Linked DNA regions of Bos taurus: region 1 is linked to region 2. A link is a contact called in public Hi-C data. All regions are on one chromosome and are shown on one strand. The core of a region is the stretch at or near the end of the contact, and the rest is flanking DNA. Distances in the headings are between cores, read along the strand shown. Region 1 holds the start of GNPTAB (N-acetylglucosamine-1-phosphate transferase subunits alpha and beta). Region 2 overlaps GNPTAB (N-acetylglucosamine-1-phosphate transferase subunits alpha and beta).

Region 1 (3,286 bases), core at 50-2,549, 55 kb before region 2:
TTAGTGGTTTCTGTGTTTATCTTCCCAACTAGACTCTCTCTGGGAACAGTGGCCAGATCTAGTTCATTTCTGACTGTTTTTTTGGCCCTGCCTGAACAACAACAACGTGGGGGCCTGGTAGTTTCCCAACCAGGGATGTAGACCTAGGCCACTGCAGTGGAAGGGAGGAGTCCTAATCACTGGACAGCCAGGGAATTCCCTCTAGTTCATTTTTGAATACCTGACACCAAGCACCCTGCCAGACACTGGACACTAAATACATATTTAATAAATAGATGAATGAATGAATGAATTTTTAGCACATTTAGTGGTGTTGGAGAAGGCTCTTGAGAGTTCCTTGGACTGCAAGGAGATCCAACCATTCCATCCTAAAGGAGATCTGTCCTGGGTGTTCATTGCAAGGACTGATGTTGAAGCCGAAACTCCAATACTATGGCCACCTGATGCGAAGAGCTGACTCATTTGAAAAGACCCTGATGCTGGGAAAGATTGAGAGCAGGAGAAGGGGCTGACAGAGAATGAGATGGTTGGATGGCATCACCAACTCGATGGACATGGGTTTGGTGGACTCTGGGAGCTGGTGATGGACAGGGAAGCCTGGAGTGCAGCGGTTCATGGGGTCGCAGAGTCGGATACGACTGAGCGAATGAACTGAACTGAACTGAGTCCTTCAAATTCCTCTTTCAAAAATACGGTTAGATATCAGGAGGGGAAGAGATCTATAACAGCGTCTCCTCTTGGCGTTGTGAAAAACCATGATTTGCCAATTATTGTAAATGCAGGAAGGGTTTTGTGCATAAAAACACTGGTGCCAGTGCAGCACTGTCTAGGGCACGGCCTCCTTACAGAGGCCTGTCCTGTCCGGTTGCCGGCACAACTCAGTTTCAAGGATCCCTGCCAGGCCCGAAGAGCGCACCGCGCACGCGTAGTCACGGGGGCTCGCGCCGGTCCTCCGCCCCTCCGCCCTCCAGGTGGCGCTGCCGGCCCGTTCGCCGCCGCCGCCGCCGTCGCCGCCGCCGCCGTCTCTAGCCCGGCTAGACTGGGGCGGCGCCGGCTGCCTTGGGGGCCGCGCGACCGCCTCCGCCGCTAGGAGGGCGTGGGTTCCTAGCTCCCGGAAGCGGCGGCCGCGGCGTGGAGCCGAGCGGGCGTCGGTCCCCGGAGCGGCAATGCGCGGCGGCCGGAGGCTGTGACCTGAGCGCGGCGGCCCTGCGGGGGCCGCGGAATGGCGGCTCGTTGAGGCGGCAGCGGCGGCGTCTCCGACTCCCCGGGCACGGCGCGGCGTGGCGGCGGCCAGGGTGATGCTGCTCAAGCTCTTGCAGAGACAGACCTATACCTGCCTGTCCCACAGGTATGGGCTCTACGTCTGTTTCGTGGGCGTCGTTGTCACCATCGTCTCCGCCTTCCAGTTCGGAGAGGTGAGTAGCGGCGCGGGAGCCCTTGACAGGGCTCCCTGGACCGGCGCGACCGCGCGGTGTCCCGGCCCCGGCGCGCTGCACTGTTGCCTCCCCATCCTCCCTGTAGACACAGGGATGAGCCCAGCGCCTGCCCTTCCCTCCGGGGCGCCGCCAGCTCAGACAGAGCACCTCTCCGGGCTGCGGCTTCAGCATCTGGGGTCCAGATCTCGCCTCCCGACGGTTTGGGAGATCCGCGCTCCTTCTGCGGAATCCCTTTCCCTCCAGGTGCCTTCAGCAGGGACCCCGAGTCATTTGACTTTCTCCCTAAGGCCTTGTTCTGCACGCAGCCCCCCTCCCGGGACCCAGAGTTCCTAAATTTTACCGAATTCTCAGTCCTTGCCCCTCCTGCGGCTTCCTCCTCTAGTGTCACTATTATAACCTTTTCCCTTTACAGAGGCGCTTTATATTCTTAATCCCGTTTCTTCCCGGATCTCAAAACTTTGTCCAAGAGGGGTGTTTTCTTGGCCCGTGAATTTGCTGTGGGGAGAGTGTACTGGCCCCAAATTTGAAGGACTTACACGTGAAAGGTTTTTTTTTCCCCCCTTACATTTTTGCTCTCTTATTTGAGACAGCTTAATCTGTTAACCTTTAGAGGCTGTACTGGTAGATGTACATACACTGGTGTGGGAGCGCCCCTGACAGCTCCTGCTCTTCTCTATCATGAGATAGCTGAGGCTAGGGCTCCTTCATGTGACCATGACGCCCTTAACCATCTTGGACTCCAGCACCGGATCTCTTGGGAACCAGCACAAGCCTTCAGGTCACGGGATATGCTAATAACTTAGATTCGGGATCACACTAGCCCAACCTTTCCTAATCTGCTCACAGTTGATATTGCATAAAGTAACTCGGTATGACTGTAAACCCCAGAGGGTCCAAGCAACAGGTTTGGCAGGTTGAAACACCCAGGTTTAATAGATTTTGTGCCCCTCTGGATATGGACTTTAAACATTTTCTTGAGTGAAGCAGCCCTTTGGTTGAGGTTGGATAGTTATTTCACGATTGACCATCCAATATAGTATTCTTTGTTGTAAACAAATGTGTAGGAGACTATGAGTAGGTGAGAACTGAAAGTGTACCTGGATGTGATTTTAGAGAACACCCCATTTTAAAATGTGGCCGTAGCAACTGGAAGAAAGTTGTGTTTTCAGGTTGTTATAAATCCATCTCTTTGTTTTAATATATATATATATTGGGGGGTGGGTGGGTGGGTAAGAGGTTGCAAAACGTTTTAAAATGAACAGAGTGCTGTTCAGAAATGCCACATTATACATTTGCTATGTACACAGAATATATGTACATTTCCAGCATGAAGTCTGGACTCCTGCTGGATTCTGGGCTCCATAAGAGAGGGTGCAGTCTTTAACCAGTGTGACCAGGCACTATGCCAGGTAATGCCAGAGTATACAGTCTAAATATTTGTCTGATGAATGAATAAATTATATGGGACAATTTCCAGGTTTTCAGTTTTAGTATTTCTTGGTCTAGGGGCTGATGAAAATAAGTCTTATTAAGTAAGGGTTGAGAAAGCGACCCAGACCTCTAAGTGTGAAATACGTACCTAATATTATGCCACCTGCTGTTCTGTTTTGCTTCATGTATTGCATTTTAATACAGTGATCATATGTGTACCTTGTTGTGTCCTATTGCTGATAGAAGATTTGTAAGGCAAGTGCAGAGAAAAAGAGAGTTGAGTCGGGCAGTCAGGCAAGAAAAGGAAATGTATTAGAGGGAAAAGAGAGGGTGACTGGCTCTTAAGGAGAACCAGCGTTCTCCCTTTCGGACAGAGTCCTCCTTATACCCCACCAATGAAAAAGTCTGTGAAGGGATGG
Region 2 (3,174 bases), core at 165-2,664:
TGGGTGTACCGTCCTTTCGACCTTCTGTCAGGATGCCTGCTGTTCTGTCAGCAGTAGCCTGGGTTGTACAGTATGAATGCTTCCTCCCTCAGCATGGAAGGGCATACAGGTCTTGGTTCAGAATTTGCTAGGCTCCACTCTTCCTGACTTTACAAAGAAATGTTCTCTAAATTCTGCCAGTTTTTAGCTTCCTGCTTCTTCCTTCTGTCTCCTGTTGATGCCATTTAACAATGGGAGGTGAAGGGATGGAGGTGGAGGTGGTGGTGGGGAGAGCTGTGACTATGGGGTTATTGAGTTTACGTCTAGTCTGTTTTCTATCTGCCTGTCCAAGTTCCCTTTCTTTCCTTTCCCCTTAAGTGTTTCACTGTTTTAAGGTACTTTGTATTACCTTTGTAAATACCTTGGTAATATGAATGACATTTCTGTCTTTTCTTCATATTATCCCCCATAATTTTCTTTCTGGTACCTGGAAATACGGTAATGCCCAGCCCAATGAGGGTTGAATTATTTCTTTTTTTTTTGAATTATTTCTTAATCTGTAGTTTTTTCTTAAAATAAATATATTCCTCCTTCCCCTGAATTATTTTTAGTATTGATTTGGGCAGATAAAACCATAGATCAGCATTTATTCGGCTTCTTGGCTTCCTGCTGCTGCTGCTGCTAAGTCGCTTCAGTCGTGTCCCACTCTGTACAGCCCCATGGACGGCAGCCCACCAGGCTCCACTGTCCCTGGGATTCTCCAGGCAAGAACACTGGAGTGGGTTGCCATTTTCTTCTCCAGTGCAGGAAAGTGAAAAGTGAAAGTGAAGTCGCTCAATTGTGTCCGACTCTTTGCGACCCCATGGATTGCAGCCCACCAGGCTCCTCCATCCATGGGATTTTCCAGGCAAGAGTATTGGAGTGGGGTGCCATAGCTGTTAGTTGTACCAGTGTAGACTTAGTGTCTGTACTTTTGACCAGCGAATCTGCTGCTAGGTGGGCATGGCCTGCCAAAAGATCCAAGTCGTGGTCACCTCTTTGGTAGGCTGGTTTGGGGCAGTGTGGAGTGGTGAGTGCCAGGAGAGGCAGGGAGGAGCAGGACTTGAACTAGGCAGTAGAACCCCAGGCTCTGTCCACGGGGACACCCCCTCCTCCGCCATTCACCCGGCTGGAGGTTGATCTGGATTCCCCAGACCTGTTGTTGTGGAGGCTGGCACCTCCTGGGGAATCCAGTCAGGTGTACACAGTATTTATTGCAGCTCATTGTCACAGTGCTATTGGCTTCTGATTTTTGGAGGCTCAAGAAAAAATGAGAAAGAGGAAGCACAGAAAGATGGTGGTGTCAGCATTTAAGCCTGGTTCTCCAAGGCACTGTCTTTCCTTGGGTCCTACTTCCTGGTTCTATTACGGGCACCCTGAGAATGAAGTTTCCAACCACTGGGTTCCCAGTTTAGCACTGATTAAACACCTGCTATGTGCCAGGGACTGTGCCAAGGATAACCGAGTGAAACCAGCCCAGCCACTGCTGCCACAGCCCAACAAGACATTCAGGTTCCACAAGGGCCTTGGCAGAGGTGCCAGTGATGAGAATGGTTCCAGAACCATCTGAGAAACCCTCAGCCTGACCCAGTGACTTACTAGCTCCTGGAGGACATAGAAGGAAAAATGAAAGGGGAAGTGGATGTGAACCAGTGAAGATGGACATACTGACATTAACCACACTCAGAGCTTCATGGGAGAAGTAAGATTTGGGGAAGGAAACTGAAAGCTCAGTTTGGGGTAATACATTGGAGGTGCCCTATGGCACGTGGGAGGAAGGCCTGAGACGTTGGTTCCTGTTCAGGACCTGAACGGCTGAACCACTGTGCCTTCCCAGGACCCTCCAGGTGGCTTTTGCTAAGGCTCGTGACCTCCAAAGCCACCTAGGGCTCAGTTCTGTCCCAGAGACCCTGGGCGGGCTGCGAGCATCTCAGGACAAGTACTGCCTGCCCATTTGTACCCTAGTGATCATCTCTGGGCCTGGCATTTAGGGGGCCTTGTTGAGAATGAGCAAGAAGCAAGACTCTGATACCCGCCATATACAGTGTCCTGGGATGTAAAGGGAACCGTTTTAGTGGAGTCATTATTCAAAGGAGTCTTTTAGTTTTTTGATGTCATGATTTTATACATCCAACAACTTGGCCTTCATCATCGTGTTTAGTGAAAAACAAGGTAAGATTCCCTTCTTACCCCCGTCAGGGAAAGTGGGAGTTAGTTGAAAATGGTTTTGTTTGCAAGGTGATAGATTCGAATTCATGAAAATTCTTCTGTGGACTGTAATCTTACAAATCAAGCAGTCTTCTCTATTGAAAAATTTCTAGTTTGAGATACTGGGTTGGCCAAAAATTTTGTTTGGGTTTCTCTATAACATCTTAGGGCTTCCCTGGTGGGCTCAGATGGTAGAGAATCTGCCTGCAATGGGGGAGACCCAGGTTTGACCCCTGGCTGGGGAAGATCCCCAGGAGAAGGGAATGGCTACCCATTCCAGTATTCTTGCCTGAAGAATCCTATCATCTTAACAGAAAAATCCAAATGAACTTTTTACCCAATACCTTGAGATGTGAGTCCTTTTGTGATCTGATTAATTACCCTCTAATTTTGCTGTAGAATTTTTTTTTTATGTGATGGACACAGAATTCAACTTTTGAGAAATCAGGTTATCATGGTCTTTTAAAAAAAATTTATTTTATACTAGCATATATGGGCTGCCATCTCTGGGGTTGCACAGAGTCAGACACGACTGAAGCGACTTAGCAGCAGCAGCAGCAGCAGCATATATCCATGGTCTTTATTTTCAGCTTTCTCTAAATCATTTTCTTTTTGGACGTTTTCATTCATGGTGAATTTTTCATTTGTTTTCTTGGGTTTTGTTTTTGTTCACTTCAACATATGTTAGAGCAGGCAGAAGATCTTCCCCAAGCTGTCAAGTGCATTCTCACTTTTGGTTGAATTAAGTGATGCTGGTTGCTGCGTGGGCGTGCAGAAATGGAGGACATGCACTTGTCCTCAGGCTGTTTTGGAGGCAATATATTTGTATATGTAGTGGTCAGGTAGCAAAACAGGATAGTATGGGGTTAGCTATCAAGGATGAGCTGGCATTTTGGAGACAAGAAGGAAAGATCTGCATGGATCAGAGACAAGTTTCCAAAGAGAAGG

What was found. A called contact is a pair of places that touch in the nucleus more often than the background predicts.
Region 1: a Hi-C map of skeletal muscle shows a contact between it and region 2, with 8 times the contacts expected there. A contact is called at or near these places in 6 of 11 Hi-C or Micro-C datasets (blastocyst, liver, skeletal muscle and 2 more).

The regions. Positions count from the first base shown.
Region 1 is chr5:65,653,841-65,657,126 of ARS-UCD2.0, reverse strand. It overlaps GNPTAB (N-acetylglucosamine-1-phosphate transferase subunits alpha and beta), which reads left to right and starts at 1,299. Exons shown (of 21, transcript NM_001192228.2): 1 at 1,299-1,415. The coding sequence starts at 1,299.
Region 2 is chr5:65,599,466-65,602,639 of ARS-UCD2.0, reverse strand. All of the region lies in intron 7 of GNPTAB (N-acetylglucosamine-1-phosphate transferase subunits alpha and beta), which reads left to right. Among named protein-coding and RNA genes, the nearest start is that of TRNAE-UUC, 46 kb to the left of the region's middle.